Regions from separate parts of the Mus musculus genome. Here all the other regions are linked to region 1. The links are chromatin contacts, called in public Hi-C, HiCAR-type, capture Hi-C and promoter capture Hi-C maps. All regions are on one chromosome and are shown on one strand. The core of a region is the stretch at or near the end of the contact, and the rest is flanking DNA. Distances in the headings are between cores, read along the strand shown.

What was found. Promoter capture Hi-C pulls out the DNA fragments that hold promoters and counts their contacts. A called contact is a pair of places that touch in the nucleus more often than the background predicts. HiCAR-type assays count read pairs that join an accessible place to other places. Capture Hi-C pulls out chosen DNA fragments and counts their contacts.
Region 2: a promoter capture Hi-C map of liver shows a contact between it and region 1, with 6 times the contacts expected there. The contact joins the promoter of Cstb here to the promoter of Cdc34 in region 1. A contact is called at or near these places in 5 of 39 promoter capture datasets (cranial neural crest, embryonic stem cells, liver and 2 more), 3 of 484 Hi-C or Micro-C datasets (B cells, Th1 cells and bone marrow-derived macrophages), 12 of 115 datasets of contacts at active chromatin or transcription factors (the NIH/3T3 cell line, astrocytes, bone marrow-derived dendritic cells and 6 more) and 1 of 9 other capture datasets (macrophages).
Region 3: a capture Hi-C map of embryonic stem cells shows a contact between it and region 1, with 4 times the contacts expected there. The contact joins the promoter of Pdxk here to the promoter of Cdc34 in region 1. A contact is called at or near these places in 6 of 39 promoter capture datasets (the 3T3-L1 cell line, the C10 cell line, hippocampal neurons and 3 more), 2 of 484 Hi-C or Micro-C datasets (the G1E-ER4 cell line and bone marrow-derived macrophages), 7 of 115 datasets of contacts at active chromatin or transcription factors (bone marrow-derived macrophages, embryonic stem cells, large pre-B cells and 3 more) and 3 of 9 other capture datasets (adipose tissue, embryonic stem cells and liver).
Region 4: a promoter capture Hi-C map of pre-B cells shows a contact between it and region 1, with 4 times the contacts expected there. The contact joins the promoter of Pwp2 here to the promoter of Cdc34 in region 1. A contact is called at or near these places in 8 of 39 promoter capture datasets (the C10 cell line, the SN4741 cell line, cranial neural crest and 4 more), 2 of 484 Hi-C or Micro-C datasets (CD4 T cells and embryonic stem cells), 2 of 115 datasets of contacts at active chromatin or transcription factors (large pre-B cells and stem cell-derived neural progenitor cells) and 1 of 9 other capture datasets (embryonic stem cells).
Region 5: a HiCAR-type map of astrocytes shows a contact between it and region 1, with 3 times the contacts expected there. The contact joins the promoter of Syde1 here to the promoter of Cdc34 in region 1. A contact is called at or near these places in 10 of 39 promoter capture datasets (the 3T3-L1 cell line, 3T3-L1-derived adipocytes, the C10 cell line and 5 more) and 7 of 115 datasets of contacts at active chromatin or transcription factors (the 230-238 cell line, astrocytes, embryonic stem cells and 3 more).
Region 6: a contact with region 1 is called in a Hi-C map of myocytes, with 6 times the contacts expected there. The contact joins the promoter of Timm13 here to the promoter of Cdc34 in region 1. A contact is called at or near these places in 2 of 39 promoter capture datasets (liver and pre-B cells), 1 of 484 Hi-C or Micro-C datasets (myocytes) and 1 of 9 other capture datasets (pancreatic islet).
Region 7: a contact with region 1 is called in a promoter capture Hi-C map of pre-B cells, with 2.9 times the contacts expected there. The contact joins the promoter of Ilvbl here to the promoter of Cdc34 in region 1. A contact is called at or near these places in 8 of 39 promoter capture datasets (the 3T3-L1 cell line, the C10 cell line, the HPC-7 cell line and 4 more), 1 of 484 Hi-C or Micro-C datasets (bone marrow-derived macrophages), 11 of 115 datasets of contacts at active chromatin or transcription factors (the 230-238 cell line, the NIH/3T3 cell line, astrocytes and 7 more) and 1 of 9 other capture datasets (embryonic stem cells).

What each region holds. Positions count from the first base shown.
Region 1 is chr10:79,680,691-79,683,616 of GRCm38.p6, reverse strand. It overlaps Cdc34 (cell division cycle 34), which reads right to left and starts at 1,422. Exons shown (of 5, transcript NM_177613.2): 1 at 1,027-1,422. The coding sequence starts at 1,203.
Region 2 is chr10:78,423,975-78,426,961 of GRCm38.p6, reverse strand. Cstb (cystatin B) reads right to left here and starts at 1,292. Exons shown (of 3, transcript NM_007793.3): 1 at 1,105-1,292; 2 at 1-35. The coding sequence starts at 1,170.
Region 3 is chr10:78,463,155-78,466,406 of GRCm38.p6, reverse strand. It overlaps Pdxk (pyridoxal (pyridoxine, vitamin B6) kinase), which reads left to right and starts at 1,459. Exons shown (of 11, transcript NM_172134.2): 1 at 1,459-1,646. The coding sequence starts at 1,560.
Region 4 is chr10:78,183,746-78,186,987 of GRCm38.p6, reverse strand. It overlaps Pwp2 (PWP2 periodic tryptophan protein homolog (yeast)), which reads left to right and starts at 1,839. Exons shown (of 21, transcript NM_029546.2): 1 at 1,839-1,917; 2 at 2,818-2,930. The coding sequence starts at 1,900. It overlaps Trappc10 (trafficking protein particle complex 10), which reads left to right. Exons shown (of 23, transcript NM_001081055.2): 23 at 1-1,566.
Region 5 is chr10:78,590,563-78,593,359 of GRCm38.p6, reverse strand. Syde1 (synapse defective 1, Rho GTPase, homolog 1 (C. elegans)) reads left to right here and starts at 1,396. Exons shown (of 8, transcript NM_027875.1): 1 at 1,396-1,558. The coding sequence starts at 1,471. It overlaps Gm30346 (a long non-coding RNA gene), which reads right to left and starts at 1,319. Exons shown (of 3, transcript XR_380602.2): 1 at 880-1,319.
Region 6 is chr10:80,899,636-80,902,607 of GRCm38.p6, reverse strand. Timm13 (translocase of inner mitochondrial membrane 13) reads left to right here and starts at 1,639. Exons shown (of 3, transcript NM_013895.4): 1 at 1,639-1,984; 2 at 2,058-2,126; 3 at 2,349-2,972. The coding sequence starts at 1,865. The coding sequence ends at 2,447. It overlaps Lmnb2 (lamin B2), which reads left to right. Exons shown (of 12, transcript NM_010722.5): 12 at 1-1,245.
Region 7 is chr10:78,573,008-78,576,242 of GRCm38.p6, reverse strand. It overlaps Ilvbl (ilvB (bacterial acetolactate synthase)-like), which reads right to left and starts at 1,252. Exons shown (of 15, transcript NM_001359302.1): 1 at 1,012-1,252. The coding sequence starts at 1,146.

The DNA.
Region 1 (2,926 bases), core at 173-2,672:
ACTGTGCTGATGGGGGTACCTATAGCTGGCCACACATTTCCAGTGTTGGAGGCTTCCCAGTGTTCCCTGCTCCCAACCACAAGAACATCTGGTGCATTGAGCGTGAAGCCACCAGAGGGCAGACGACACTATCTAGAAGGAAAAATCAGGCCCCTAAGAAGCCACCTGTTCAGTGGAACCTGAGAAAGGCTGTCAGGGTGGGGCAAACACAGAGCTCTAGGGTCCAGGGCCCAAAGAAGGAACCCAGGGTGTGGCTCCAAGATTCAGGGTGGACCCCCCACTGCCCCCTTGGAATGCATTACATAAAGCCTGGCTAGGGCTAAAGGTGGCTGTTGTCCAAGCAGGCAAGGCTGCCAAGGCCCTATCAGGGCCTCTACTGGAACTGGAGCAGGTGGCTGTCCAGGCTACACGTCCCTTCTCTGGGGACACATCGGCCAGCGGCTGCCCTGGTTCTGTGTTCCAGCGTAGGGGGCAGGGCCTTGGGATACCAGCTAGCAGCTGCCCGTGGTCCTTTATGTCTTGGGACAACCTAAGAACCTTTCCAGGTTTTACCACATGCTGGTAGGGTGAGGAACAACCTGGGAAAATGCTTGCCAGCAGGGGGCTCCAGAGGCTTCTGTGTCTTGGGGTAGGGGGAACTAACCGGAGGGGGGGGGTTGAGAGGGGGACGGGACAAGAAGGAAAACAACTGTCCCCGGAGAGACCCTTTACCAGAAGCATTATGGAAGGGTGGGGACAACAGGGAAAGATCCTTTCCCAGGTACAAGTTTAGTCCAGTGTAGGACAACCTGGGAACACGCTGACCAGCAGCAGGCTCTAGAGGCCCCTGCGTCTCGTGGTGGGGAGTTGCCTGGGCATGCGGCATACATTAGCAGTCCCTGATCCTGTAGCCTGTTGGAGGACAGCTTAGGGAGACCAGTCCCCGGGGTAAGGTCAGCACGTGCCCAACAAAAAAGGGAGGAGCCGCTTTGCACGAGGAGCCTGGGAGAGAGGCAGGCACAAAGAGGAAACTGAGGCTCTGCTCACCTTGAAGTAGCCGCCCTCATAGTAGGTGTTGGGGGGCCCGAAGATGGCCACCTCCCAGTTGTACAGGTCACCCTCGTCCACCAGCGTCACCCGGAAGCCCTCCACCGGCTCCTCCTGCAGCCCCTTCAGTTCCAGCAGCAGCGCCTTCTGCGAGCTTGGCACCAGCGGCCGGGCCATGGCGGTGGCGGCGGCGGCGACGGAGGGGCCCGGGGCCGGGCCGGGCCGCGGGACCGGCGCGAGCTCGCGAGACGGACCGGGTCGCGCGCCGGCAGGGGGAGAGCCGCCGCCTTCCTCCTCTGCACCGCCGCCGCCGCCGCCACCCGGGGACCCCGAAGGCTCCACTCGCTCTGGCGCCGCTGCCCGCCCGGCGCTCGCTTCGGCCCGGCCCGGCCCGCGCCTAACGCGCCTGCGCGCCGCAGCCGCCGGGCCTCGAATGCGCCTGCGCACCGGCTCCCGACCCCGAATGCGCCTGCGTGCCTCCTTCGGGCCCCGAAAGCGCTTGCGTGCCACACCCGGGCCTAGAGTGCGGCTGCGCGCCGCTGCTGCCGGGCCGGAAATGCACCTGCGCGCCACTGCCGGGTCTAGAATGCGCCTGTGCGACGCCTCCACCGGGTCCGGAATGTGTCTGCGCGCCCGCCCGCGGGGCACACCGGGAAGTGTAGTCGTCGTCCCCCGCCCTGCCGCGCAGGCGCCTTGCGTTTCCGAAGCTCCGGAGGCCGCCGTCGCCTCCGGCCGGAAGAGCTCCGCGGATGCCTGTGTGCGGGGTGGCCGGCAGGGCCGGGCTGCGCGCTGCGGAGTGGCAGCTGCGGCTTTGGGGGCCTTTTTTTGTGACGTTCAGGGGGCGTGGTTGTGGGTGGGGAATTGGGCGTGGCTTGTGCGGGAGCGGAGCAGGATCCGCCCCTGTTTCCCAGCATGAAGCGTTAGATGGCCCCATTTGGTCTCTATGGGCTCAGGTAGAAGCGCAGGGAATCAACGACTTGGGGTTTGCAGACGTGGCTTCCAGGAGGTGGAGTCTGAACCCCTTCAGACTGACCTTTGACCACACCCTAGTCTTGCTTAAATCGACCAGAAAGCAGTGGTGAGGCATAACCCAAAAGTTTACAGGATCCGGAACAGACACGCAAAGACCTTGAGGTTGTTCAGCACAGACACCCATAACTCCTTTCTTGGACATTTGGTCATTAGTATTGGTGGTGGCAGCATATTTAAGCTTTGCAGCAGGGTGTGTGTGTGGTGTACCCGTGACCTTTAGGGGTGGGTGGTTCTGTCCCTAGGCTGTACTGGCCACTCACCCTGACTGTGGGCGTTCTGGAGGACTACAGCTGCATCAACACTTGGGGCTGGGAAAGGGCAGCTCCCACCACAGGTGCTCCGACATCCTGTCATGTCGGGGATAGCAGGTAGACCTGTTTGGGGACAGGGAAACGGTGTCAAAGGTGGGGCTGGTTGATATGACCAGGGAAGAGCCCAGGGTCCAATGCCACTTCATGTGTGGCACTACCTTGGCTGTCCTCCCCCTGGGAGCCCTAGACTCTTGGGCTAGAAGTCTTTCTGGTCACGCTCTTTTCCAAGGACTTCCAGAAGTATCTGCCCCTGTTGTGCATGTCACACTGCCCATCTTACACTGTCACCTAGTTGTCAGCACATAGCAAGTAGCTCAGGTTTTCCTGTGTGTCTGAGATGACCACTCCCACAGCCTGCACTTAGGAAGCCCTTGATGTATAAACGGACAGGGTGCCCCTCCCTTCAGGTGGAACATACTTCTCCCTACTCCCAGGCGAGCCTGCACCTGGGCTTCAAAGATATCGTGAATGCTGGGTATTGAGCATCTGGGAAGGGTGTTGGCCTGGCTTCTGGTGACTGGGGTCATCTACCTTGACATGTTAGGACATGGATGTCA
Region 2 (2,987 bases), core at 43-2,542, 1.3 Mb after region 1:
TTCTGATTTTCTTTCGATTCAAGCTGGGACTTCACCTGGATGGTGGGTGAGAAGGAAGGACTTAGATTCATGCACAGGTGCCCCCACACACACACACTGCCAGCCTTCAATACTCCTCATTCCGGGGGACATGGTAAACTGTTGGCCCCACTGATAAAGAACAACACAGCTCCTTTTTTTTGGGGGGGGGGGGGACAGGGTCTCACTATGTAGCTATGGCTGGCATGGAACTAAGCAAACTGGGCTGGCTTCAAATTCAGAGAGACTCGCCTGTCTCTGCCTCCTGAGTGCTGATGTGGCACGTGGCCAAGGTTCCCTTGCCTGGCCAGTGTGTCTGTAACATTTCCTCATTTCTAGGGTCTCATGGAGCTGACTCACTCCTTCTTGGCCACTTCAGTCAGAGCAAACACCTCCCAAGATCAGCTAGGCTTAGTGGACAGGGTCCTGGGCTTGGGGCGTGGCAGGAGAGCTGAAGAGAGGATTTGTTTAACTTTTCTTCTCTTGCTAATACCCTGAACCTCCCCCTACCTTGTACTGAATCTCTGCTCTGCTAACAGTCACAGGAAGGGCAGCCCAGGCCCAAGGTCCACCCCCTCGTTTCAGACTAGGCACAAGCAAGTTCTACAACTTCTGGTTTTGATCCTTTTTTTTTTCCCTGAGGGGCGGTGTTGGTGATGGTGGTGGTGGTATCAGTTGAATTCCTGCCACTGAGCTAAACAGTCCTAGCTCTTTCTTTTGAGGAGACAAGCACAGTAGCCCAGTCTGGCTTTCTCTTGTTTAGGCCTGGGTGTAAGTCAAAAAGGTGCCGTCTAGGTTCTAACAGCTGCCTTCCTGAATTCTCTGGGACCACCGGATCCCTCCACCGATCCCGGGGCTAGTTCCCTAATAGGTGAGTGGCCCTCTTGTATGCAAGCGGCAGAAGACTCGCCCCAGTTCCCGGCCCTGAATCTTCCAACCAGATCCAGAGCCCCCAGCTCCCAGTCACACTTGTGGCCGCCCCGGAAACCCGCTGCAGGACCTGACCAGTCTGGGCAGGCCGGTCCCTGAGGCCGCCGGGTCTCCGCAGGCCTGGCTCAGACTGGCCTGACCTGGGCCCAGCCTCACCTGGTCGGCGACCTCCTGCGTCTCGGCCGTGGCTGGCATTGTGGCAGATGGCGCGCCACACATCATCTTGGCAGCAGTAGTCGGGGTAGCACGGAGAAGCTGAAGACAGATCCAACTAGGAGACCTGGGTGCCTGGACCCTAGAAAAACCTGGCTTGGCTCCGCCCCCCCGGACCCGTAGCACGTGACAGAGCGACGGGGCGGGGCGCCGCACCCTCTCGCTCGCTCTCTTTACTGTCACCACCCTCCGTTCCAGGCAGAGTCAGGAGACCCAGGCTGGGCGTGGGCGGAGGGTGAGGCATGGTGGGTGCTTCACGTCCTTTCCCTGAACGGACGCTAAGAAGGGTTTGGAGGCTGGGAGTCCTGATTGCCCCTCAATGGTCGTGAAGTGATTGTAGGAGTATCTCTGACCCGGCTTAGGGGCTTCCGGGTCCTCACAGGATGCAGAGATGTGAGAAGGGGTCCTAGTCTTTCCATGGAGTAGGTGGACACGAAGTACAGCCCTGGACATCTCAATTTCCCCTTGTCCTGTGACTATTAAGTGGGGGTCTTGATGGGTCCCTATCCCTCCTTCCATAGAGTGGATACAGAAATAGATGATTGAGGACCTAGAAGTCTCAGATCCCTGTTCCTTGACCCCTGGCCCCATCCTTTCCTCCCCTCCCCAACGTGGACTTAGTTTTTGGGTCCGGATAACCCCATGAAATAAGAGCTTATCTGGGAATTCCATTCTTTTTGAATGACATGGCCTTGTCAGGCGGTAGGCGGGGCTTGGGGATCCCAGCCCCAGCCCCACAGAGCTGGGTAGGTGGTCTATTCTGGGTGAGACTCTATTCTCACACACCCAACACAGGCTGGGAACCATGAGGACCCCGGATATGCCCTCTGTCAGTGCTCTTACTTGAGTGACCTTCAAACCCGAGTTTCCGTTTGCAAAACTGTCACAGTTGGATAGCAGGACATGATGGTATACACCTGCAATCCTGGCACTTGAGAGGCTAAGCTAACCTGACTATGCAGTGAGACCTTGGCTTAAAAAAAATAATTTGGGGGTGCAGAGGTAGCTCATGGTAAGGGGCTTGCCACGGAAGTGCGACAGCCTGAATTTGATATTTGGAACCCAGTCAAAGAGCCAAGTGAGGGGCTGGAGAGATGGCTCAGCAGTTAAGAAAACTGGCTGCTCTTCCAGAGGACCTGAGTTCAATTCTCAGCTCCCACATACTAGCTCACAACTCCAGTTCCATGGGATCCTATTTCTCCACCCCCTGGCCTCAATGGGCACTAGGGATGCAAGTGGTGCCCAGACATACATGGAGACTTGTGGTGGTGGCAGTCAACCCAAACTAAAACAGAAGTTAGTACCAGACACTGGAGTATTGCTGGGATTAGGCCTGGCCATGCTTTTGTTTGGAGGAATGTGGATTTTGGGTTAGAAAAGCAATTGATCACTTAATAGTTCATAGGGCCATAGTAGTAGGAATATGGAAGACAGTGGTGATGAAGGTGATGTGAGCTTTGGGGGTCTGGTTCAAGAGGTTTCAGAGGACAAAACTATTTGTATGTGGCCTACAGACTGTTCTCGAGCTTTGGCTAAGAACGTGGTTGCTTTTTTGCTCTTGTCTAAAAAGTCTTCGTGAGGCTAAATTTAAGTCTTTGGGATTAGTTGAGCTGGCAGAGGAAATTTCAAAATGGCCCAGTATCGACTCTCTTGTGTGGTTGTTAGTGGTCACTCTTATGAAGATCTATAATGAAAAGGAGCAAGCTGAGGAAGTAAAAAATACAAAATGTACAGAAAAGGGGGCACCAGGAAGTGGAAAGGAGCTAAATCCTGTTTTTTAAGGAGTTAAACAGGTAACAGAAAAGCCAAATGTTTACATAAAGGGA
Region 3 (3,252 bases), core at 210-2,709, 1.2 Mb after region 1:
GCCTCTGCCTCCCAAGTGCTGGGATTAAAGGTGTGAGCCACCACTGCCTGGTTAGAACAGCATTTGTAACCTCAGCAATGAGGAATAGAAACAGGTAGATCCCAGGGGCTTCATAACCAGGAAGCCTAGACAAACTAAGAGAGAACTTCCGGGTCCTAGTAGGGTATCTAAGTAAATGAATACATAAAATAAATCCAAGGCAGTTCCAGGTGTGGTGGCATACACCTTTAATCCTGGCACTCAAGTTAGGTGGGTCTCTGAGTTCAAAGCCAGCTTGGCTTAGATAGTGAGCTGGATCAGGGAGAGAGACATCATGAGACCTTGTCTCAAAAAAGCTAAAGAAAAGCTCAAAGTGAATTGCCCCTCCCTAAGTATAACACCAGAGGTCTTCTATACACATACACAAACACAGAAATGCCGGGATTATAAATGTACACCATTGCTCCAGGCTAGCAAGATTCAGTTACAAGAAATGTTTAGCACATACATAGTATCCAGCAAACGTTACTATCAGCAAGCAATTAATTATTCCTCCAATGTACTTCCATTTAGTTGATTCCAGTCAAGCCTTCCTAACAACTTGGTTCTTCTTTACAGCTTTTCTGGTGCTGGGGCCTTGGTATGCACCCCACCAACGGAGCCTCAAAACCACTTCCTTTTTCTGATCTGTTCCCCAAGCAATGGGAATGTTCCTTTCTCTTCAGAGCAGATCTGGTCCCCAGTACTCTCTCTCACCAAGATAAAGCAAACTTGACATACTGGCCTGTGCCACTGATCTGTGACCCTGGTGTGTCCGTGACCACAGGAGTGCCAAGTGTAGGTCTGGAGATGGGACAGGAAGAGAGGTGCGCTTTCCCTAGGACTGAGAGGACTTGGTGGGTAGTGAAGAGGGGAAGACCAGTGCAGCCCCTTCAAATCTGTCCCCATGAGTGGCTCTAAGCAGACTTGAGCCTAGAGAAGATCTCTTATTATATTGAGAAGGGGCACGTGACTCCTGACTCAGGGTAGCCTGAGATCAGATGCCTGTGAGCCCTACTGGGTCTGGGATTCCACGCAGGCCGCGTGGCTGGAAAGGATCTCCTGATCTCTGAGGGTCTTCAGGCTCTGGAGCTCAGTGGAAACTCTTTGGACAGCAGCTCCGGAGTATGCCACCCATGGAGTGATCAGCGCCGCGGGCCAAGGAGGTGGAACAGTGTGTACTGAAAGTACCGTGCTGTGGAGTGTGATACAGGCGAACCCCCTGACGCACAGACAGATCTGCAAAAAGGGATGTGAGGCCACGTGATGGAGCACAGAGGAAGGAGCTCATGTGCTGGATTCCACAGGTCCCGTTGCCCGGAGGGGCGGGGCCTGCGTGAGGCACCGCCTTCAGCCCGCCCCTCGCCGCGCGGGACTCGCGGGTTAGCAGCCGGCCTGTTGAGGTCAGAGGAGGCGGGGAGCGCGTCCAAGCCTAGCGACTGCGCGTGCTTAAAGCGCTCGGAGCAGAATCCGAGCGAGCGGCCTGAGCAACCCCAGCCTGTGACACCACCTGGACCACGCGCCACTACAGCTTTCCCGGCATGGAGGGCGAATGCCGGGTGCTCTCCATCCAGAGCCATGTTGTCCGTGGCTACGTGGGTAACAGAGCGGCCATGTTCCCTCTGCAGGTATGCGCTCCACTGCTTATGTAACCGGGCCGGGCTGCTCACTTGCGGGTCTACGGGTTCGCTGCGTGGCCTTTTCCGACTAATGACCTTGGCCCCCTGTGGCCATCCTTTTGGGTCCCTATTGAGCGCTGGGCGCGCTGAGGGCAGATCCTGGCGCAGGCAGGCCGGGGGCGTGGACTACCCTGGGGAGCTTACAGCGGGGTGGTGCAGGTGGCACGAAGCCCCCTGCCCGGCTGTGGCGCACACGGTAGCGCCTGAGGGTCCCTGTTGCTTCCGTCTGCCTGACCAACAGTGGGCAGGGGCTTCCCGAAGCGTTAAAATGCTGAGCTGGGAGAATCCTTTCCTTTGGGAGCGCGGAGAGCCTCTTGGTAGACACATTGGCTAGTGATTGCTCGCTCTCTGCAGACATCCACGTTCTGCTTCTACCCATTCTATGAACTTGGACCAAGGAGGAAGCTGGGCCCACGCTTGGGTCTGAACACTCTTAGGGTGGTCTGTCACCCGCAGAGATGGGGCTGGAACTCTGCACCTCCCGCGTGCTTGCTTTTATTCCTAAAAGACAGCATAGTTTGCTGAGTTTGGCTTTGGAAGCAACCTGTTAGAAGGGCTGTAGCCTTTTCTTCCCAGATCCTATCTCCTGTGAGATGTGTGATGAATGAGGCTATCTCTGATCATTTCTGGCAGGTGGTGCTTCCTGCTTGTGACTGGTTGCCCTTGGAGGGAACCAGGTTGTCATGGGCATTAGAATAGGGGTCATAGGCAATATCAGCTGACTGGAGCTTCCTTGCCTGGCCGGTCCAGCAGGAAGATTGGGCTGGCCTGGGCAACCAGGTGGTGGCCTCTTGCAATGTATCTTTTTTGGCTGGTCACTGAGCAGGGTGGCAGGTCCCCGTTCCCCTTCCGCTCATGTCTAGCCATTAAACTGATTCCTGGGAGATGTTAGGGTGTAGCCTCTGGCTACCATGGACCTGAAAGAAGGACTTGGAAGGAAAACAGGTGGCTGGAACTGCATTTAAGGACAATAGAGGACTGTCCTGAATCAGGCTTGCTTGCCAGACAAATAGAGCAATTGATTGTTATTATACAGCATAGGAGATCAAAGTCTGTAGGCAAGGGCAGTTGCTGAGTGTTTGAGCGCCTGTTGGTTGATAAACAGTGCTTCACCCACACGGTCTAGTGTAGGCATTCTTGTTCTATCCAGAATGCACTGGTCTGGTGCTTCATGCTCTTTACCTTTGCTCTCTAGCTTAAGGGGCCAGGATTGGGGTAACAAGGTCATTGAAGTAAGACTGTACTAAGGAGCCGGGTGTGGTGGCACATGCCTTTAATCCCAGCACTTGGGAGTCAAAGACAGGCGGATTTCTGAGTTCAAGGCCAACCTGGTCTACAGAGTGAGTTCCAGGACAGCCAGGGCTACACAGAGAAACCCTTTCTCAAAAAAAGACTGTACTAAGGAGCAAAGGGGCAGAGTCCTGAAGGAGGGACAGCCAGGGAGGGCGGGGCCAGGCTGAGCTTCATGCAGTTCCCTCACCTTGGGCAGAGGTGTGCCGGCTTCTGAGACCCCGTGTCCTGCGTTGCTTGCCTCTTCCACTTGCTGGTACTCTTC
Region 4 (3,242 bases), core at 590-3,089, 1.5 Mb after region 1:
GGACTCAGGGCCTGGAGGACCTCAGCTGGGCCACTGGGTTGCAGTCATACCGCACCAACGGGTTCATTTACTTTTGGTTGTAAATTTGATTGTACATATTGTTGATTTATTATTTTTAAGAGTACAGACTAACTGATGTAATGTTTGTGTATAAGTTGCACCAAAAATCAAGGACAAAATAAATGTGTGTTTGTTTTTACTGGTGTGGAAGTCATAGATTGTAAATAGATGCTGTATGTATTAAACGTTCTCAGTCCTCCAAAGTGATGTATTTTTGTATATAGGAGATAGAGTGCTCTGGGCTTATTGGCGTGGTGTCTGTGAGTGGGACCTGAGGTAGAAAGCTGGGAGAGGAGGGAGCCCTCTTCAGGAGTCGCTGCCCCCTGGGGACCATGTTTGGGCCCAGAGTCAGGGGCACAGAGAGAACCAGGAGAACCAAGCCAACACTTTCAGTATTCAGTGTATTTGCTTTTTTTTTTTTTTAAGATTTGTTTATTTATTATATGTAAGTACACTGTCGCTGTCTTCAGACACTCCAGAAGAGGGCATCAGATCCCATTACGGATGGTTGTGAGCCACCATGTGGTTGCTGGGATTTGAACTCAGGACCTTCAGAAGAGTACTCAGTGCTCTTAACTGCTAAGCCATCTCTCCAGCCCCAGGGTATTTGCTTTTAACTCAGCCAGTAAATAAAGGATAGTACGACGCCCACAACACACCACCACCAAGTGGTTTTCATTTGCAGGAATTGGAGGAATGCTTAAAGAAAATAAACACTGGGGCTGGAGAGATGGCTCAGTGGTTAAGAGCATTGGCTGCTCTACCAGAGGTCCTGAGTTCAAATCCCAGCAACCACATGGTGGCTCATAACCATATGTAATGGGATCTGATGCCCTCTTCTAGTGTGTCTGAAGACAGTGGCAGTGTACTCACATAAACCTTAAAAAAAAAAAAAACAAAAAAAAAACAAACATTTATTTAAAACCCTCTGAAAACCTATTTTATGTGCAGTTTAAAACTAATAAACTTGGGGAGCTGGGTATGCAAATTAGAACTTGGTACTTACTGAATGTCTACAGCCCTCTGAACTCTGTTTTCGGTAAACCTTTGACAGTTGGCCTGCAGATGTCAAGTCCATGTGTGGGGAGGTCTTTGAGACTTGATCCTGGCAGAAAAGCTTCCACCCGGCACTGCTAGCCTCCCGCATCCGTGTGTAGTCCTTTAGAGTGGAGTCTGGCTCTTGAGTTCACCGCCCACCCCCTGAGTTTCATATTTCTGAGTTCTCTACGGTTTTCTAATTATATATATTAAGAATAAAACAAAGGGGAGATCTAAAATGTTGGTAGTTCTGTTATTTCTCATGAAGACACCTTTCTCTGTAAGAGAGTTGGCAGCTCTTGTTCTCTGGGATGGGGTCTAGGAAAGGTGACGGCCGCACCTTGACACTGCAGGCGTTGGTTCCATTTTCACAGTGTTCTGTAACATAATGTCAGAGTAAGGCCGCTGTACTAAGATCGTTTAAAGTGTAAGCATTAAAATTCTAAAAATACACGTTTTAAGAAGAAACTCCGTTTGAACTTGGGTTTTTGTTTTTGTTTTGCACGGTTACAGGCGAGTGTGTGACGATTTGCTCGCTTTCTCAGCTCCGGACTGGGCTCTGCATGGAGACCTAGAACTTAGCTCCATTCTCCACCGTCCTAGCGGTCTCAGCTAGTTCACCGCTACGCAGCGCCTGCGTAGAGGCAGGGTGGTGGCGGGAGTGGGGGTGAGGGAGGGACGGGCGGGGCTTCCCAGGACACTAGGGTTGCGGCTCCGCCCCGGAAGTGCGCGTTTTAAGCGCCGGAGATTGTTTGTATTCCGGAAGTGGTTGCAGTACGGTACCCCACGTGTGGTTCCAGGATGAAATTCGCTTACCGGGTGAGCGGCGGGCCGGGCAGGGGCAACGGGAGGGCGATGGAAGGTTCCGAGGACGCGGGAGAGACCGAGGTCGTTGTCATCTCGGCTGCCTGTGGGAAGCACTAGTGGGTCGACCCATCGCAATCTATTGCTCCTGGTTTATACCAGGAGCTCCGGGCTCCTACCCAACAGGTCTCGGGCTGTACCCAGCCCTGTCCAAACTCCTCTTGCCAGACAACACAGCAATAGCTGCTGAAAGGCTCTTAACAACAAACTTCAAGCAACACCCAGCTCTCTACAGGGCCGCCAGTTCTTGGAGCAGTCTCGACAGCGCTCCTCTGCTGATCATACCTCTTAGGAGCCTAGCTCTGCCTGGTGTTATCTCGTTGCATAGCTGCCCACCTACACCCCAGATCGACTCCTGCCTTAGTTAGCCCAGGCAATCCCAGTAAGCAACTACCCTACTGCTCTGCTGGGCTTTGCAGTGTTTGGACATCTGTCCAATTGCCTATGTGCCGTTTCTATGTGGACATAGAACACAAGGCTCGGGTCTCTACACCCAGCTGTGTCTGCTGGATGGAGATGCTTGCCTTTGATAACTGAATGGATACACCGGGGCACTGATACTTAGCACGGTGGGCGTGGTGAGCATCTCCTGCAGCCCTGTTCACTGAAGCAGCTTCTCTTAGAATGGAGATCCTGTGCCCTTCTGTGCCTGGCAAATGCTTCCTGTCTTGGGAGTATAGTACCATTCAAGGGAACCCTGGGCTCCTGAGAATTAAGTTGGGTTCCTCCTCTGCCCAGGGGCAGGACACACCTATGGTCAGGTACTTTACTACCTATGCCCAGATGCCTCTCATCACCATTTCAGAGAGCTGACGCTGTGTTCTCTGTGTTAAAACTGATTCATTTCCTTTGCAGTTCTCGAATTTGTTGGGTACGGTTTATCGGTGTGGAAACTTAAATTTCACACATGATGGAAATTCTGTTATCAGCCCCGTGGGAAATAGAGTCACTGTGTTTGACCTTAAGAAGTAAGTATGGGGAGACAATGTTAGCAGGGACGTTATCCTCCGTGTGAAGGCTAGCCATCCTCTTTGTGGCTTGCAGGACTACTGGATTTAGGAGGACACAGGTCATGGTAGAGTTGCCTGCTGAGGTCCTCGTTTTTCATTCTAGTATCTAGAACACCAGCATTACTCTTAAAGGGAAAGGAAAAGTCATGTGCCTTTTGGCTGTTGGCTAGCAAGTAGGGGTGGTGGCAGATAGGAAGGTTATCTCAAAAGGTGAGCACTTACTGTGGGGGGAGGGGCGGCTCTAAGGGCCCCAGGACAGGTGGTTTGGAG
Region 5 (2,797 bases), core at 147-2,646, 1.1 Mb after region 1:
AGTGAGGGGCCGGGAAGAGTACCTAATCTAAGAGTCCAGGTATGCATTACATTATAGGTTGTAAGAAGTTGATTGCATGGGAAATCCAAAACAAGTAGAGTTGATTGCTACATTGTTCTCTTACTCAATGAGTACATAGGAGGCTAGCAGTCGTGGGTGACTTCCAGGTGTGGTATTATCTCTGGCTGTAAGGTCTAGCAAAAGTTCCAGTCTCTTAGAATGTACTAGATCTTTTCAAACTATTGCAGCACCACAGTTTCTCCTCCCACATGTGCCTGGATAAGCAAAGCTGGGCAGGTCTTCCTTCTACTCATCTGCACTCTTAACTTTTAGACGCCTGCATACCCACCAATTACCACAAAACTACTGAACTGGGAGGAAGCCAAGGACACAGAGGTGTCCACATAGGTGCTTAGTCCACTATCCCAGTGGAGGTCCAGCCTGTGTCTGGCACCAGTTAAGAGACCTGAACTTTAGTTGTGCCACAGTTCATGTGTTGAAAGTTTAGTCCTCTATGTGGCCCTGTTAATAGGCTAGTCATGGTGAAAGGAGCCTATCGGCGGGAGTTGGCCTTCAGAAGACGGTTCTGTGAGACCAAATTAGCAGTTAAAAGTGCTTGTTTCCCAGCCGTTTCTGGGCACCCACACACACACCCCGATCCATGTGCCATACACACAGAAGCACACACATATTCATAATAAAAAGTAAACTTAAGTTGTAAGAATCAGCCCAAACCTAAGATTTTTTTTTCTCTTCCTGTCTTAAGGAGTGCTGCTAGGACATCAACATGAACTCAGTCTACTTTAGAAAGTTGTCCAGCCTCCGGTATTTCAGTACTAAATAAAAAATAATAATACAACCTCCGATTTCACCACTTACTTTCGAGATACACCTATCCTTGCTGTGTTCTCGACTGAGTAGAGATCAGCAGACTGCATCGTCTATATCGCGTCCATGTTCCTGACAGTGAGCATCCCGGCTGTCTGAAACCACTAAGCTTGAGGGTCAATAAGCAGCAATAGTAACTTGAGTTGGGGGCATTTGGGGTTCCCAAGGAAAGATCGTGGTCGAGGTACTGGGTGATGTGGGGATGGATGGACGGACAGGAGGAAAGACATGAGCTGATGTGTGCCTTGGATGCGGTTTGGGGGAGCCGACAGAATGTGCTGCATGCCATCACACAAGGAGGATGGTTATGGGGGGCCCAGCCTATGCCATGACATTCATAGTTGAAGAGTTAGATCAGCCCAGCACCCCATCATGTCCCCTCCCGGCCCCAGGCGACTACATCTCCCAGCATCGCCTGCTCGGGCCGCGGGAAAGGAAAAGAAAAAAAAAAAAAAAAAGTTAAGGCCAAGCATTCCCGGAATGCGCTTCCTGCTGGAGCGGGCCGGTGGGGGGGGGGGGGTAGGCGGGCGGGGCGGGCGGCCGCAGCCCCGGGGCGCGCACTCGGCCGGCCGCGGCCCAAGCATGGCCGAGCCGCTGCTCAGGAAGACCTTCTCCCGCCTGCGGGGTCGTGAGAAACTTCCTCGAAAAAAGTCAGAAGCCAAGGACCGCGGTGAGTGCGGGGACTCTCGGAAAGTAAGAGAAGGGAGCCCCACTCAGCCTCAGATCCCCAGGTCCCCGGTAGGGTACGCAGCGGGACCTAGTGGGTAAGCCGGGAGCGAGCCCTGATGCAAGAGAGGAATATGCACCGGATCTTTGTAAGGCTGGGGGGCTGGGGCGGGGGGCACGGACCGTTATGTGCAGCTGGCCTGAGATGCCAGCCCCAGGGATCCTTGCAAGGCCCCGCAGGGGGGCCTCACCCCTGACAGGAAATGGGGCCTCGAAGGGGCGCCCAGAGAGTGGCGGGGCAGGGGCGGGAGGTGAGGACAGCTGTGTGGCATCGACATGGCTGGGTGGTGGGCACCTCTCCTGGGTACACACTCCTGTACTAAAGAGAGGTCGTGCGGGGTTATATTTATTATTGCAGTCTTTTCCCCAATTCCATGCCACCATCGCTCCAGAGGCTGCAGCCGCACCTACTGTGGCCAGCCCCAAGAAACCGTCCTGTTTATTAAGACAGAGAAACTGAGGCACGTGGTTGTTGGGTGATTTGTCCCGGGCCTGTGAACTGACTTTAAACAATCCTCTGGACTATGCTACTGATGACAGAGACCTGAAACAGAGGGCCAAAGGGTGGAAATAGAAGATCCTTAAATCTGGGGGTCCACAGACAGCAAGAATGAAATGGAAAGGAACGAAAGCTGTATGGGTAGGGGGCTTCGGAAGGAAGCAGTTAAAGGAGGGAGGCCACTATACCAAGGACCTGACTCTTCCTCCCGGGCCGTTCCCAGGGCATCCCAAGGGTCCCAGGGCCAGAGAAGGGATCCGGGTGCCCACACATAAACACACACAGGAAATCGACCATGATGTCAGAGAAAGTAGAGCCAAGATAAGGGGGGCGGGGTAACGGGGCACTGACTGTAGAAATCTGGCTTGGGCTGAGGGGCAAGATCCAAGAGAACTTGTGGGCAGGATTTGGGAAATGGGAAAAGGGTGCTGAATGAAAAAGAAACCAGCGTTCCCTGCCCTGCCTTCCCAGCAGCAGCTACTAGGGCCTTGAGCAGGGCTACAGATCCTATTGTCTAAAGTTGCTTCTCACACTGAGCTCCAAGCTGGAAGGGGGTCGAGAAGAGAATATGATAATACTGAATCTCCTCATAAACAAGACATGGAGCATCAGGAAAAATGCCTTGCTCAAGGCCACTCAATGAGAAGGGGCAGGCGTAAGATTCTAGGATTAATGGAATGTCTG
Region 6 (2,972 bases), core at 390-2,889, 1.2 Mb before region 1:
GGAGAATGGCTGCTAGCTCAGGGTGGACTTTGTATGAAACTGGTGATTCAGTTGTTTTCTTTGAAGCCTTTCAAATCAAATCAAATTCAGAATCCAAGAGTGCTGTGGGGCCCACTAGCCTGTCAGGATGTGGTGGCTCTTAGGACACAGGGCAGACCCTCCTCTCCTGGAGTTGATGGCACCTGAAACCAGGGATGGCCCAGCTTTGTGCTCTGAATCTGAAGGGTTTATAACAGTCCCCAGCTCCAGGGCATTCACAGGCTTCTCTGGTCCCAGATTCTGAATTGTTCTAGTCCCTTCTAAAGCGGAGGACCAAGGAGGAGCGAGTTCACACATGGGACGACGCCTCCCATCCTAAGACTGAAGGGGACAGGCAAACCGTGGGCGTTGTGCCTTCAGGAGCAAAGGCTGCAGGTTCCCAGCCAGTGACTGCTCACATGAGTGTGGCCACACTAGCTATGCTCCTGGCCTCTCCTGTATGAATACTGTGTGGCCCCTCTGTGCCCCACCTCGATGGCAAGGCCTGGAAACTTGCTTCCCTGCAACTTAGTGCCAGGAGCCAGCCAGTTTCACCTGTCACCTCCCCACCACTGACACATGGTATTTTTTTAAAGAATATTTATTTTTTTACATCGGTCAGTAACGCAGCTCACTGGGATGATGCTCTGGGGGTTCAGGCCTGGAGCTGCCACAACTGGCAGCTTCCTTTACTGAGCTAGGGCGAGTTCTTTCTCTCTCCTGGCACAGCTGATGGTAGGAAGAGTCCAGGCCTAGTCTTCCCCCAAGGCAAGAGCTCTTGGCCACAGGATGCCACCACTGCCACCAACCTCCAGAACCCACCAGCCACCTCCTGCTTCTAGATACCTCCGTTTTCTTTGTGACCGGCGTTGGATCCTGGATAGTTATGGCTGGCTGCAGTCACTGCGCAGCTCTGCTGCCTTGCCCACAGGGCAGGTGTACTCTGCACTGGAGCTAGCTTCCTTGTATTTGAGGAGCAGGTCTAGAGTAATCTGCAGGTCCTCAGGGGTCTGTTTCTGGCCCTGGCTAGGTGAGATGGTTACCGGAGTGGCACTGCTGCTGGGGAGCCGCCGGCACTGCGCACATCGCTCAGCTCTACAGATTGTTTCTTTTATAAGATGCATGCCAAACGTGTGTTCCACCTTTTCTTTTACGCCTATGATTTGTAATATACATTTTACAACTGGAAACTTTTGTATACTCAAATAAACATTGACTTTAACTGCAGCCTCAGAGTAGATCTTCAGATTAAGATAGGAGCAGCAGGCTGGTAAGATGGCTCAGTGGGTAAGAGCACCGGACTGCTCTTCCGAAGGTCCGAAGTTCAAATACCAGCAACCACATGGTGGCTCACAACCATCCGTATAACTTTAAAAAAAAAACATATTAAAAAAAAAAAAAAAAAGCAGCGAGGATTTTATATTGTACGCATGCGCAGCGGGGAGGTCCAGGACAAAATGACCCTGGTCCAGCCCTTGCCAGGGCGTCAAAAGTCAGTGGGCTCACGCGGGAAGTTGCACAGCCTTCTGGGAATTGTGGTTCGGGTTTCCTTCCTTTCTAGAAGCCAAAGGACAGTGCTTAGGGACGGCGCGCACAGCCTTGTGGGAGCAGGAGTTTGCAGTTTCCCATAGAGCCTCCGAGGTCAGAGTGCACGGCGCGCACGGGTTTGTGGGAGGTGTAGTTTAACTTGTTTCCATGGTGACTCAGGCCGCAGCTTTGTCAGACTGCTGACGACGCGCGCTGCCTTGTGGGAATCGACTCAGCCTCTGTTTCCCGTGGTGCCCCGGCTTGGCTTCCGGGGCGTATGGTCGGTGTGCGCGACCGTGGCCCGGTTGACTGAGCAGCCATGGACAGCGGCTTCGGCTCGGATTTTGGCGGCACGGGTGGCGGGAAGCTGGACCCGGGGGCCATTATGGAGCAGGTGAAAGTGCAGATCGCCGTGGCCAACGCGCAGGAGCTGCTCCAGGTGCGGGGCGCGCCGGGGTTGGTGGCGGGGTTCCCCGGGTGAGTCCCCGCTGAGACCTCGCGTGTGTCCACAGAGAATGACGGACAAGTGTTTCCGGAAGTGCATCGGGAAGCCCGGGGGCTCCTTGGATAACTCGGAGCAGGTGAGACATCTCGGGAACCCGGGGTGGTGAGGGGCGCGGGGTCAGGAGCGTCTAGGAGGTTGAGAGATGTGCGCGTGCGCGGCCTCTAGCCTTAGCTACTGAGGAAGTTGTGCGCGTGCGCGGGGTGAGGACCCGGCTTCTGTGCCTAGATCGGTGCAGCCTTCATGGGTGATCCTCGGGTCGTGTGACCGTCAGTCAGGGATCCCCCTCCACGCTTTGCAGAAATGCATCGCCATGTGCATGGACCGCTACATGGACGCCTGGAATACCGTGTCCCGCGCCTACAACTCTCGACTGCAGCGGGAACGAGCCAACATGTGACCGGGACCTGTGCCTCGGGACACCGTGCTTATGGTCTGAACTGTTTTCCCTGCCAGTTAGGGTGTCTCCTCCTAGCCGCCCTGAAGTCTGGCAGCATGGAGGGCTTGGGGATCGAGGCCTCTCCCCTGGGTTGCTGCGTCCAGCTCAATCTCAGAAGAGAGTGAGGACCCGACAGAGCACAGGGATCTGGCTGGCCCCACTGACCTGTGACCTCAGGAGAGCAGGCCAATAAATCGCTGCTGGGGCAGTAAAGCAGGCGTGTCACCTCACTGCTTCAGGTCCCTTCCCCTGAGTAGGCCCAGACCTCCCAGGGTATCTTTCCCCTTGGGGTCAGTGGGCTGCTGGCTCTCAGGGAATTCGGAGCATGATCTCAGGTGTTTGGTCATCCCGGGGAGACCAGCCGAGGTTAAGAAGCAAGGCTTCATGTAGCCTTCACCTATCATGCATGAGGCCCAGGGTGCTGACCTTAACTCTGAATAAACCAAGTGTGGTGCACACCTGTCTGCCCAGCACTTGAGGGTGGGT
Region 7 (3,235 bases), core at 3-2,502, 1.1 Mb after region 1:
GAGGCTTTGAACTCCTTATGTAGCTTAGGCAGGGCTTGAATTTGTGACCATCTCTCCCCAGCCTACCAAGTAGCAGACTGAGATAAAGCCTATGTTCTTAAGTGGCTCTGGAGATTATAATGCCTGCTCCAGAGATACTGGGCCAGTTGAGAAGAAAGGAGATAGAGGTTAAATCTACAGAGAATCCAGGAGAGCCTGGCAAGAGGCAGAAGGCCCCTGGCTTAGATGTGTGCCTGCTTCCTAGTATCCCTGCAGGGCCTGGCACTTGGAGTGCTAACTCCATCCAGCCTATTGCCTCCCTCTGCTAGTGAGGCACAGGTCCAGCTGACATGCTGCCAGCAGCCATATGCCTAGCACGGAAGTGACTCCTGGCACAGACTACCCTGAGCATCCAAGCCTCAGTAGCTTCACGATCCCTACATACTTCAAGGTCAGTGGCACTGTCCCTGTCTAGAAGAAAAGGGACTGGGTAAGGGCAAGAATTTCTCAGAATGGAACAAGTGGTTTATAAGTATGACTTGTGGGGTCAGCTTTTCCCAAATCTGTCATCTAGAGAAAATACTAAACTTCTCTGTAGATCATTTGCCTCTTGTGGGCACAAGGACAGAAATTATAGCACTTACTTTGGTGAAGATGGTACGAAATATGCTAAGACAGTTCCTCAGAAGGGCTTACTATCAGAGCCCATTCCCTCCCCTGCCTACCTTCAGCCCACCAATCTCACTATGTTTAAAAGGCCTGCTCTGTTAAAATGACTCAGGCCCCTGGGTATGGAGGTAGGCGGAGAATGTGTGCTGTCCAGACAACGACAATTTCCCCATTATCTCGTACTAGTTACAAAGTCCAGGCCCATATACAGTTTGGCAAAGGGACAGAGCTCTGTAAAGAATCTCCCAACCAGCCACTTCTAGACTAGCTGGGACTCGCTTTCCACACCTGCACAGTGGATGAGCTGGAGAAACACCTTTAGTGCCTTCCTCCTACCCCTAGCCCTCCTTCTACCCTAAGCACCTTGTGCATCAGCTGATAGAAGAGCCCCAGTCTGTGAGCGACGCCCAGCACGGCAGCCACCAGCGTCCCAAACGCCAGGAGCAGGAAGGAGGGGAAGAAGCCTCCCGCAGATGCAGCGGCCGCAGAAGTTTCCATGAGGCAGAACCTAAGTAAGAAAGCACAGAGCCAGAATCTTAGTACTATAATCTAATCCGGAAGCAGGATCGTCCGCCGGACCTGGGCCACACCTCCCCGACCTGCCAGGCCACGCCCACAGACGCATCTAGACTGGACTTAAAGCCACGCCCCAGTGAGGCTAAGTCCGCCCCCTGACGTCACCACCTTCAAACTAAAAGTAGGCCACAGCAGGTCAAGGCGATCGCAGTAGCACCGAAACAAGGTTGAAATTCCTACTTACCTATCTGTTAACGAGCCCATGCAGAACCCACCCTCCTCAACGCTGGACTGGGGCTCAGCGGAGAGCCCGCCTCGCGCTTACATCATTGAGTCGTAAGGCCACACCCCCATCGGATCGCGCAGCCTAGGGTACGCTCCCCCACCCTCCCCACACACACCAGACTCTTGACCTTTGGCCTTCAGCCGAGGTCACTTTTCAATAGGATGCGCCTTCAGCTCCACTACATAGAACTCCCTTCCACCCATCCCCAAACAAGGCCCTATGACCTTTGCCTATAGGAAAGGTCCCTGACTGCAGTGGAACTCTGCCGCTTCTGGGTCACGTGACTGGGGAGTGTGGAGTGGTGCCCCTTTTGCCCACTTGGCTCTGCAGCGCCCCGTAGTTCAACGAGACGCGCGTGCGCCAAACTGGAGTCTCGCTGAAAAAGCTATCCGAAAGAGACGTTTATCATTGGTCGCTTCTCTCTCTCGCCTCTAATTGGCTAACATTACACCGCGCCTTCCACACCCGCGAGAACCATCTCGCGGCACGTTCCACGGGCGTGGACTGTGACACACCCCCCACCCGAGCTCCCCAGAACCCGCATTCCCGACCGCAACATATGCAAGCCCCTCCCCTTCCTGGACCACTGTGAGGCTTTGCAGGATGTTTAGAGAACTCCCTAGTGTTTGGTGCCAGGCCGGTTCAGTCATTTTCCAGGTTTCCAGCATCTGGGGACCTTTTACAAACTCCGATCTGTCTTACAAATCCCTTTCTCCAATTTATGTCTTTTTCTTTGACTGGCTTTTAATCAGGACCATCTGTGTAACCAAGAGTTTTGAGCTATTTGTTGAAGCCTGAACAATGGATATTTAACAATGTAAACCAGTGTAATAGTATGTGCTTTTATTCCCACCATTCCGAGTTCAAGACCAGGCTCTTCTCCATAGTGAGTTCCAGGACAAGCAGGAGTGCATAGAGACCAACCAAAAATCACAATCGCTTCAGCTGTGTCATGTCCACAAGATAGCATTCCACAGCCTTTCTCCCCATCTTTTGGCTCTTATATTCTTTCCACTTCCTCTTCCTTGGTGTTCCCTGACCTTTGCAAGCCATGGTATAAATGCCCTGTTTAAAGCTGATCGTTCAGCCATCCCTTCTCAGCAACTATGGTCTCTGATTAAGTTCTGTGATGGAACATTTGCCTAGCACAGGCAAAGCCATGGGTACCCACAAAAACCTACTCAACTATTTTTAGCCAAACTACCGTATGAATTATTTATGCTTACTGGCTGTGAGCATGCCTCCAATTTCGTCTTGAATCAAACAAGGTAGGCTTTTCCCTGCCATTCCATAAGAGTTGTTTTGGGAGAGTGCAGGGGCTGGACCTAGATTCTCTACCCATTTATAGCAGATGTGCAGCTTGGTCTTCTTGTGAGTCTCCTAACAATTGGAGCAGGGGCTGGCTGTCTCTGACTCTGCCTGCCATTGGATCCCCTTCCCCCAGCTGGTCTGCCTAGTCGGGATTCTGTGGGAGAGACCATGCTTAGTCCTATAATGACTTGATGTCCCAGGCTGGGCTGGTACCCAAGGGAAGCTTCCCCTTCTCTAAGGAGGAGAGGAGGGGATGGGGGGGGGGGGGACTTGTGAGGGTGGGACTAGGGGCAGGGCTTCAACCTCGATGTAACGTGAATAAATAAAAATTAAGAAAAGAATTGTTTTGGATTACTCCATCTATCTCCAAATTGGCCCTACTCCCTTCTGTCTCCTAACTCCATTCTCTTTCTAGGAGCAGTACAGGGAGCCACTCCTCCCCGGCCCTATTAGTGAGAGCCCTTAATTAAAAGG